Linked DNA regions of Sus scrofa: region 2 is linked to region 1. A link is a contact called in public HiChIP or PLAC-seq data. All regions are on one chromosome and are shown on one strand. Each heading gives the region's core, a stretch centred on a gene start, on an enhancer-like site or on the middle of the called end of the contact. The rest is flanking DNA. Distances are from core to core; before and after follow the strand shown.

The links. HiChIP or PLAC-seq counts read pairs in DNA pulled down with a chosen protein or histone mark.
Region 2: an H3K27ac HiChIP or PLAC-seq map of alveolar macrophages shows a contact between it and region 1. The contact joins two enhancer-like sites. A contact is called at or near these places in 5 of 47 Hi-C or Micro-C datasets (blood, heart right ventricle, psoas muscle and 2 more) and 2 of 2 datasets of contacts at active chromatin or transcription factors (alveolar macrophages and skeletal muscle).

What each region holds. Positions count from the first base shown.
Region 1 is chr1:113,451,460-113,456,415 of Sscrofa11.1, forward strand. It overlaps LIPC (lipase, hepatic), which reads right to left. Exons shown (of 9, transcript NM_001143714.1): 5 at 4,750-4,956; 6 at 1,551-1,796. All of the region lies in intron 1 of LOC102158936 (a long non-coding RNA gene), which reads left to right. Among named protein-coding and RNA genes, the nearest start is that of LIPC, 130 kb to the right of the region's middle. Within about 2 kb of position 1,387, at least 38 of the 83 cell types and tissues checked have an H3K27ac peak or open chromatin away from gene starts, as enhancers often do. A contact at or near this core is called in alveolar macrophages, retroperitoneal adipose tissue and skeletal muscle, where this site is marked.
Region 2 is chr1:113,553,569-113,558,769 of Sscrofa11.1, forward strand. The region is part of intron 1 of LIPC (lipase, hepatic); the gene reads right to left. The region is part of intron 3 of LOC102158936 (a long non-coding RNA gene); the gene reads left to right. Among named protein-coding and RNA genes, the nearest start is that of LIPC, 28 kb to the right of the region's middle. Within about 2 kb of position 3,728, at least 27 of the 83 cell types and tissues checked have an H3K27ac peak or open chromatin away from gene starts, as enhancers often do. A contact at or near this core is called in alveolar macrophages, retroperitoneal adipose tissue and skeletal muscle, where this site is marked.

The sequences.
Region 1 (4,956 bases), core at 137-2,636:
GCTCTGGCAGGAATTCCCTTGGTATCCTGGGCAAATGATTTTCTCTCATCTGTGCCTTGGTTTCCATGTCTGGGACATGATGGAGTTGAACCGTTTCTCCAAACAATAACATTCCAGGATTAAAGTCTATCCAGTGAAATCTGATTATGCAAGAAACTTAATCACTCCAGGTGGTTCCACCATTTAAAAGAGGAGCTGGTTAACCCAAATGAGTGTCTAATTGGCAGCCTGTGGCGGGGGAGCTCCCCAAAGCGAAGCGGGGAGGCCTTCCAAATTCCTTCACCTGCTCCAAGGCCTCAGGCTCCTCCACCCACTCAAGGACAGACAGCTGAGGGCACCCTCTGCCCCTCAGGCAAGAAAGATTCTGCCCTCATTCCAAGGGCTCTCAGAAGCTATCAGCTGCTCAAGCCAACTTCTGTCATTCCTGGGACTCATGGAGGGGAAATGTGGCTGGAGAGCAGTAAGTTCAGATAAACAGAGGAACCTAACATACAAGCCACCTGGGAGCTTGAACTTGGGAGTGCAGTCATGGAAGAAACGCTGGCCTGGCAGTCAGAGGGCAGCTGGGTCCTAGGCCATGTGGCCAGGTCACTGAACCCCAGCTTGGTTTTCCTCTTCTTTACCCTGGGACTGTAACCAACTCTGCCAGCCTGGCTTGGCTGTGGTGGGCACCATGAGGCCCAGGCTGCATCTAATGTTTGGTGTAAAATGCTGCACAAATGCAAAGCAGTGCTGACTGTGTTCATGTCTGTAGCTGCAAATACCTGCACAGTAATAATCACACAGCGCTGTGCTCCTCCCCCAGCTTCGAGTATGTGCTGTTGAAACTAGAAGATGCTAAATCACTCTCGAGCTGTTTTAAGGATTAGGCAGAAATGTTAATGGCAACAGATGTTGGCTTGTTCCCTGTAGGAGGATTTAGGCTGAGGGGAAGTAGTACTGCTGGCTTCAGCCCAAATCATGGCCAAGCCCTTTCTCTGACCTACTGTTCAACCCGGAGAGCAGAATGGGTGTGGTTTCTGCCCCGAGGTTGAGAAGCGGAACTTCATCTAGGGCTGGCCTGAATAGGACAATGATCTCTCGCAAGAAGAGCTGATTCAAACTTGAGGGGAAATGAGGAACCTCAAATGCAGCCTGCAGCCCAAGTTTCTCCTGGCAGCCCCGGCAGAGATGAAAGCGCTGGGTTCTCGTGGGTTTGCAGACACCCCCAGGGCCCTGTACAGTGAGTGAGACCTGGTTGGTCAAGGTAGTTGCTCAAGGCCTTCTGGATCTAACATTCTGGGACACCATGGAAATGGATGAAGACAAGCCAACCCCAGGATTGTCCCAGAAAGTATCACGCTTCCTCCTTCCGCACTTGGCAGCGAGGTGGCCACATTCTTGGAGAGTGAGAGAGTGGCTGTGTTGACAGCACAGTCTAGAATCGGTGCAGTGTCCAAAACACTCAAAGAGCAGAGCCTGAAGTCGCTCCAGGAAAAGACTTCAGGGAGCTCTGGCACCTTCGGACAGATGGCTACACCCTGGCCTTCTGAAGGCTCTCCCGCACTCACCTTTGAACGGGGGCTGGGCTCGAGTCATCAGGAAGAGGCTCTTGCTCTTCTTGCTCTGCTGCTCCTGGTGGGTGTAGTAACCCAGCGTGGTGCAGCGGCCCTTCTTGCAGCTCAGGCACAGGCCCTGGCTGAAGCTGTCCATGTCCTTGCACAGGTAGGCCGTGCTCTGCATGCCGGGGTGCAGCACGGAGTCGATGAACAGGTGCACTGACCGCTCGTGGGCACATTTGATGGTCCGGGTGATGGCTGGAACACAGGACAGGAGGGACATTATTGCCCCTTGGCCCGGAGGGTTGCCTCATTTCTTAGGGCAGAGAAATAGCACATTGAGAAGGAGGAGATTGCAGAGGTCAAGCCTCTGATGACAGTGGATGTGACAACTGAAAGCTCCACAAAGAGTAAACCCGTGGAAGCCACAGGGTAGAGGCATAATCCCAGGCTCTGAGGGGCTGCTGTATGTTACAGTAGGTGTTTTAATAGGAGCCCCAAGTCACTAAGAATATAATGAATTCTTTGAGCAAGTGGGATAGTGTAATTCATTTCAGAAATATTTTAGTCTCATATGGTTAAAAATGCACAAGTGCAGAGTTTCCACTGTGGCTTAGCTGGTTAAGAACCTGACATAGTGTCTTGGAGGAGGTGGATTCAATCTCTGGCCTTGCTCAGTGAGTTAAGGATCTGGTGTTGCCACAAGCTGTGGTGTAGGTTGCAGCTCAGATCTTGTGTTGCTGTGGCTGTGGTGTAGGCCTACAGCTGCAGCTCCGATTCAACCCCAAGCCTGGGAACAGCTATATGCTGCAGGTGCGGCTGTTAAAAGAAAAAAAGTACACAAGTGCGGATGCTTTAGGGGCCAGTTATCAGAACAGGCTTGTATGGAATGCCTCTGAATGAAGTTGGGTAAACCAATGCTCAGGCACGCTTGGGACGTGGCTAATGGTCTGATGAGAGCCGAGGCCTCCCCTGCCACGTCCCAAGGGAGCCAGTGCATGCCTGAGGTAAGTGGCCTGTGACACTAGCAGGGGGATTGGCTTGTAGAAGGACATGCCCCAATGATAAGGTCTGAATGGGCCTAACTCCAAACAGCAAGTTGAGGAGGTTTATCAACCAAAGCTTTTGACCTTTGGGGTGGGGTTTGTTTTGGGGTCTCTAAATCTTAATTTGATCTTAAGCGAAGTATGCTCTAGGAATGTTAGGAACCACCATGAGACAGGGCAAGTACCTCATGTGAAGGTGGAGTACAGGGAGCTTTGCCAGAAGCTGATTTCCCCAGGATTACTCATCTCAGTTCTTGGTGACTAGTGGCTATATTTGCTGAGTCTCCACCATGGGGCAGGCACTGCACCAACTGCCTGTCTGGATCTTTAAATCCTTGAGACAGCCATTACAAGTGAGAAAACTGAGCTTCAGGGACATTCACTAACTGACTCAAGCTCACCTAACCAGGTGGTGTTGAGGATGGTAAAGCAGTTATCTAGTGACTGAGGTAACAAACATAAGAGTGAAGAAAACTGAAAAACCACACCGCGCCCAGGGCGCGCTATGTCAACATACATGCTTTCATCAATCTGCAGTCTATCGCAAAAGAGAAAATGGCTATAGTTGGTTGGAGGTGCATTTGCCAGGCAAGGAGTTAATGAACACTGTCCTAGGGGTGTGTCAAGCTTAGGGAGGGTGCAGATCTGGGAAGAGGGCAGGAAGGTCATGGGGAACTGCTGGTGATGGGAGGGGTAGTGACTGGAGGAAGATGTCCTGATAAGAGGAAGTTCCTCAAAAGTTCTCTCAGGCGAGGGTGGGTGGAAGGCTGGGAGTCTGGCCAAAATGAGATAATGTTGGAGTGTGAAGGTCATTCTGATAGCTGAGCCCTGAAGGCAGTGGTATCATCACTAGAGGGTGTGTTCTCAGCTCAGTTTTAGATGACTGGGATGAGAAGGGAGGGTGAGGGGTGGGGGTTCTTCAGTTGGCTTAGAGTGGGTGAGTTGGCCTTTCTTTCTTTCTCTCTCTCTCTCTGTCTTTCTTTCTTTCTTTCTTTTTTTTTTTTTTGGGCTGTACCCATGGCATATGGAAGTTCTCAGGCTAGGGATCAAATTGGAGCTGCAGCTGCCAGCCTACTCATAGCCACAGCAATGCCAGATCCAAGCCACATCTGTGACCTATATTGCAGCTCATGGCACTGCTGGATTAACCCCCTGAGCGGGGACAGGGATTGAACCTGCACCCTCATGGATACTAGTCTGGTTCGTTACTGTTGAGCCATAACAGGAATGCTGGCATTCCTTAATCAGGGTGATATTTTATAATAATGAGACATTTGGAATGCCTATGAAAGGTATGGTTTCTGCTGACACTTTTGTTCTTTAATCCTGCACCTGTTATCAATGTGCACATTAATGTTGTGGTTTTAGGGTTTGAGAGAGAAGTGGGATCACAACACAGATAATGCCACATTCAGTTTCTGCCCTGAGATGAAGGAAGTCACAAGGACCTATTTAGAGCTGGACTTTGCCCTGTAGGGTTAGCGGGAGCAGCCTTAGACCAGGGATCAAGAAACCATGATCTAGGAGTTCCTGTTTGTGGCTCAGCTGGCTGAGAACCTGACACAGTGTCTGTGAGGATGAGGGTTCAATCCCTGGCCTCACTCAGTGGGTTAAAAGATCCAGCATTGCCGCAAGCTGCAGTGTAGGACACATATGCAGTTTGGATCCTATGTTGCTGTCTGTGCCTGTGGTGTAGGCTGGCAGCTGCAGCTCCAATTCAACCCCTAGCCTGGGAACTTCCATATGCTGCAAAAAGAGGCGGGGGGGAACCTTGAGCTATTAAGTGGATCATTATGGGGCCCAGAATAGAGGAAGCCCCCTGAATGAGGAAGCATCAGAGAAAGCTTTCAGAAGGGGTAGTACCAGGGAGAGACTTTGCTGGGCACACTGGGTGGGTGAAAAGTGGGGACTCCAGTGGTGTCTCTCTCACCCTCAGTGCTTGGGCTTCAGGGACCACTGCTGCAGAGGAGGGGCCTGCCTGGGCAAAGGCAGCCCTTACCCACGCGCACAGGCCCTGTCTCTGAGTGGACTTAGAGATCGTTCACCCTGGTCCCCGTCCTTGCCAAACTCTTCCCAGAATCCCCCAGATTAGCTCCTCCTGGGTCCTGAGGCTCCATGCAAGTGTGGGGAGGTAAACCAGCCTAGGCCAGGGTCTTCTTTCTCACCATTCAAGCCGTGCGTTGCAATGTGTTTGTAGAGCTCTAGCAAGTGACAGCCAGGCTGGAAGGAGCCCCCATTGGGGTAGAAGTCATAGTGCGCTATGGGCCTTTTGATGCCCACGCTCAGGCCCATGTGCTCCCGGGTAAAGGTGTGAATGGCGTCCACAAAATTGGCGTCATCCGGTGAAAGACGGTCTCTGGGAGAAGCTCTTT
Region 2 (5,201 bases), core at 2,478-4,977, 100 kb after region 1:
CTCCACAAAGGAGGCAGGGCGGGTACTGGAGACCAGTGTTCAGAGGGGCTGAGCCCCTTCTCTGAGGCTTGGAGCACACTGACCCTGGGGCCCGACCCAGGTCCTGCCAGCCTTCTTTGCGCTGAGCGAGAGGCCGTCAGGGCCCTGAAGTAAATGACGCATGACTTTGCTCCCATCTCAGTCCACAGAAGATGAGAACAAAACAGTCAGACAGAAAGGCCCTTGGCCATAGTGCTTCTCATCTATCCTCAGGGGTTGGGGGGAAGGGGGGACTGGTCTCTATAGCAGCCCCCTGCCCCCCAGGGCTGCTCCGGTGGGGTCCCTGCTGGGAAGGAAGGGTTGGAATCCACCTCTTGAATTCTCCTATAAAAGCAAGGAAGCATCTGCAGTGTTCTTGGGGCTACTTGGCAGCGCAGAAATGGTTCAAAGACTGCACCAGTGCCAGTGAATACCAAGAAGAACTCCGCCAAGCTGTCTTGTCAGGCAGGGCCCAGCAAAGGAGCAGAGCTTGGTCCATGAAGTGGTTCCGCAGGCCTAGTCCCTCTGCCTGGGTTGCCTTCAGCCTTCCTGGGAGGGAAGCTCTCTGGGCCAGGGCTGTGCCTCTGTCATGTAGGAGGGGAGCCAAGGGTTGCCATGCAGGTGAGACAACCAAACTAGCAATGACCCTGCTCTACGGAGCCTTATTTCTAAGGTACTGGCTCGGATTGAGCTGGCCCATTCCTGCTGGGCCTGGGTTCTCTCCTCTCATGCTTAGAATTCATTTGTCTGAGTGGGAACATAATAGGGGGAGAGGGACATTTATTTCTTTGGTTTTGGTTTGGGATCCACTTGGAAGAAGTGTGTGTGTGTGTGTGTGTATGTGTGTGTGTGTGTGTGTGTGTGTACCAGTGGGATGGATTATAGGTAAGGCAGAATGCAGAACAGTGGTAACAACTCTTTAAGGATACAAAAAGTGGGAGTTCCCATTGTGGCTCAGCGGTAATGAATCTGACTAGGATCCATGAAGATACAGGTACAATCCCTGGCCTCACTCAGTGGGTTAAGGATCTGGCGTTGCCGTGAGCTATGGTGTAGTTTGCAGACACAGCTCAGATCCTGCATTGCTGTGGTTGTGGTATAGGTTGGCAGCTACAGCTCCAATTCGACATCTCTAGTCTGGGAACTTCCCTATGCCACAGGTGAGGCCCTTAAAAAAAAAAAGATTCAAAAGCCTTTATGATAAATACTAAATGTGATCTTGTTTAGTGGAATAGGTTGGAGCCAGAAGGACCCCTCTCCTGGATCCAGATCTTCATTCATTTATTCAATCAATTATGTTAAATCATTCATCAATATTTATCTAGGACCCACTGTATACCATGCACTGTGCACAGACCACACTAAGACCCAGCCTCTTTCTGCTTTCAAGTGCTCACACTCTTACAGGGAAGGTACAAATATTAACAAACAGACAAAAAAATATTTAACAAATGGAGGGTGATACATGCAAGAAACAGGTGAAAAGACGATAGAAGCAGAGAGGAGGATGGGCTTAAATCTGGGGCAGAGGGATGACATGGGCCTGCTGCTTGGGTGAGGTGTGGATGTCAGATGGGTAGGAGAGGTGACAGGTGGGCATAACATGTTCGGTTCAGGCCTGGGCCGCGGGGAAAGCCATGGGAGGTGGGTGTGGACAGGTAGACAGAGCAGAGTGTGAAAGTTTAAAGAGAAGCTGGAATCTGGAATTTGAAGGGCAGAGGCCCCCCTGAGAGGGGCTCCCTTTCTTTCAGCATAGAGGGAGTAGATGGTGCTGCATGGCAGTTGAGAACACAGGCTCTGCACTGAGATGGCCTGAGTTCAAATCCTAGCTCTGCCATCAGATGGTCATCTCTGTGGCCTGGGCCAAGGCACTTTGCCTCATTGTCCGTGATACGACAGCAAGGCTGTTGTGGAGACTGACAGCGGAGCACTTGGTGGGATGACTAGCAGAGCGGTCTGTAAATGTTAGCTTTTATTATTGTTACGATTCTAGTCAATCCCCAAATGCTCTGAGCTCTGCCTCAGACTGTTTCCTGCATCTGGCTTTGACCTCTGTTTTGCAGCAGTGACCACCTCATCCTCTACACCTGAGCATAGCCCCCCTCGCCTCTCACCTGGATTTCTGCACATTTATGAAGCTGCCTGTGGTGTTGCTTTCTTCCCCTGCACCCAGCCCTTGCACTGGCCCCCAAACACAGCCCACTTAAGTGTCACATTGCCATCACTTCTTCATTCAAGAGGCTTGACACTCCCTGTTTCAGAGAAGTGACCATTTGGCCCATTGTCCCTTTACAAATGAGACAACCAAGGCCCCCGGCGCTAAATGAGTAGATCACTCTCCAAGCCATTTGGCATGTGGTCCTCCTATTCTTGCTCCTGACTCCTTCCCTCTAACAGGTGGTCCTGTCTCCCCCAACTTCCTAGTCTGGTGCTCTGTTATTTCTCAGCTCCAGAGCATCTCCAAACTCTTCTCGGAGGCAGAGAGGTAGGGTAGAAAATGGACCTGCAAGAGCCATACTGTCAGTCACCTTGAATTTGCAGTCCTGCCCTGCCCCTCACCTGCTGAGTGATCTTGAACCAGTAAGGTAATGGCCCTGAGCCTGAGCTTCCCAATCACTGAGAGAGATGTTCTAAGAGCCCCCTGCAGGGTGGTTGATGGGATTATAACCTCAGCAGAGGGCTCCCTAGTGTGTCCAGCAGGGAGCCTGGGGCTCTGGAATGGGGAAGCCCCTTCTGTCTGGTCAGGCAGGTCCTTCTGGCCCCATGGGGACTATTAGCACACACTTCCTGCCCCCACCCTGACCCTTCCTTCCCTTTGCATTTCACCCTCAGTCACCCCAGAGCTCACCACTCCCTTCTCTATGAGCCATCCTCTTCCTTCTGAATTCCCCACAGCCCTGACCTCATTGTTTCACATACAGAGTTAGAACTCCAGAGAGAGGCTGAAATCTTGTTTTAGAACTGTGTTGTCAGTGTCCTTGTGATGATCATTCTACAACTATAAATGTAATAAATTCATTGAGTAATTTAAAAAAAAAAAAAAAAAAGAAGATAGGCTGTCTGTAAGCCAAGGCCCAGGAGCTGAGTGGTTTTGGGTATTTTATTTTATTTATCATATATACACACATATATATACACATATATATTTGCTTTATATATTTTTGCTATATATATTATATATGTTTGCTTTTTAGGGCTGCACCTGTGGCATGTGGATGTTCCTAGGCTAGGGTTCGAATAGGAGCTATAGCTGCCAGCCTACACCACAAACACGGCAACGTGGGATCTGAGCCTCATCTGCAACCTTCACCACAGCTCACGGCAACACTGGATCCTTAACCTACTGAGAGAGGCCAGGGTTCCAACATGCGTCCTCATGGATACTAGTCGGGTTCGTTACCACTGAGCCACAATGGGAACTCCCTTGGGTATTTTAAGATTCTGTTGAGAGGTGCTCACTAAGAGTCAAAAAGACTTTCCAGAGTAGACCCCAAGGGGCTGTACTCAGATATCCAAAGGTGAGCTTGGAAGCAGATAGCTAGGACCTGCTCAGCCCTACAGGGAAGACCTCAGGATGAACCACTTTTCAGGAAAAAGGCAGAGGCCAGTTCCTGTCAGGTGTGATCCGGCTGACTGTTAACTGTTGTTCTGATTTAGAGGAACCCGGGAGCCCCGCCTTCATGGTAAGGAGGAAGCGTGCTGTTTGCACAGGGCCCATGACGCCCTATGATAACTTTGCCCCTCCCCAGAGGGTACATGGAACTGGAATCTGTTCCAGTACAGGCGTCCTTGGGAACAGGGTGTGGGTGATCCAGTTCCTTCCGGTGATGGCTGCAGATACAGCCAGAACTCGGTGCACAGAACCTAGGGTGGTTTTCTCCCTCAGTCCAATTTGGGGGGAATGTTTATTTGTTTTCTCATGAATGTAAAAATCTATTTATCTGACTTGAGAGGATATGAAACACCTGCTTGCTGGTGGAATGTCATCTTGTTTATTTTTTTCATTTATAGGAGTGGGTGGGACTTCCTCCAAAAACTGTTTATTTCCTGAAAACATGGACCCAGCCTGGGACTTACGTCCTTTTAGCTTTCATTTGGTTGATGTATGCATGTATTTATTGTTAAATCTCTGAAAGAGGCCCACAAAAGGAAAGAAAAGCAATGATGGCCGTTCTCCGAAAGATTTGAAAAGATGGCCTCACTCAGACTTAACAAAGGACTAAAATATAACTTTGCTAGCAAATATTTGCCCCATCCATGGGCTTTATCCAAAGCAGGGTCTCTAAGAAGACACTTTCAATGCCACTTTCTGCCTGTCGGCAAAGGTCAAAGATTGGCCACTGGATTTTGACAGGACTTTCCCGCTGTCTTCTAGTCATAAGAGAGGCCTGCCCTTCCCTCAGCTACAGATGCTCCTGATCAGAAAAAGCATATACTTATATATTCCTTGTGCTCCAGTAGCATATAATTTAAGATGAACAACATGGCACGTACACAGAGAGATTTGTAGAAAATCCCCAAAGAGCCAGCATTAGTGGCAGGATGAAGACGTGGGCTTTGGTCCAGGAGGGAGAGGAAAAGGAATTGTGTGAGTCACAGAGGCTGCTAGATATTTAAGTACAAGATCAAAATCCCCACCTTGTATGCAGTTCGGTCGAGTTTATGTAGAGAAAATGACCAAACTGGAGTTTTAGTCCTTTTGAGGGCCAAATACAATGACCTGGCTGGTTTGGCAAGTAAAGATAACAACAGTGAAGGTGACTGATCACAAAATAACACAGCATTAGTTAAAGAAAGTCTTTATGGAGAAGACAGCTTTGGCAGTGTCATTCATCACAGTAGGGAGGGAGTGGTCCAGTCCGCTGAGGGAGCTAATCCAGGTGTGTGGGGTAGAGAGAAATCAAGTGGTATATTATTAACTTGGTGCCTTGTAGGTGTTCCGGCTTTGCATGGGTAAACTCAAGGAAGGATCAGAATCTGCTATGCTCTGCAGCCCAGGGCTGTTCAGCCCACCTGGTGGTGAGCCCCTGGGCTGCTCATCTGATAGGATTCAGATGCTGAGAAAGGAGGCACCAGGCCCAGGTGTCATCTCTGCTGGAGACCAGTTTCCACCTAGCTTTGTGCCCTTGCATATGCCACTCGAAGGCCTTAGTTTCCATTTCCTTATTTGTAAAATAAATGAG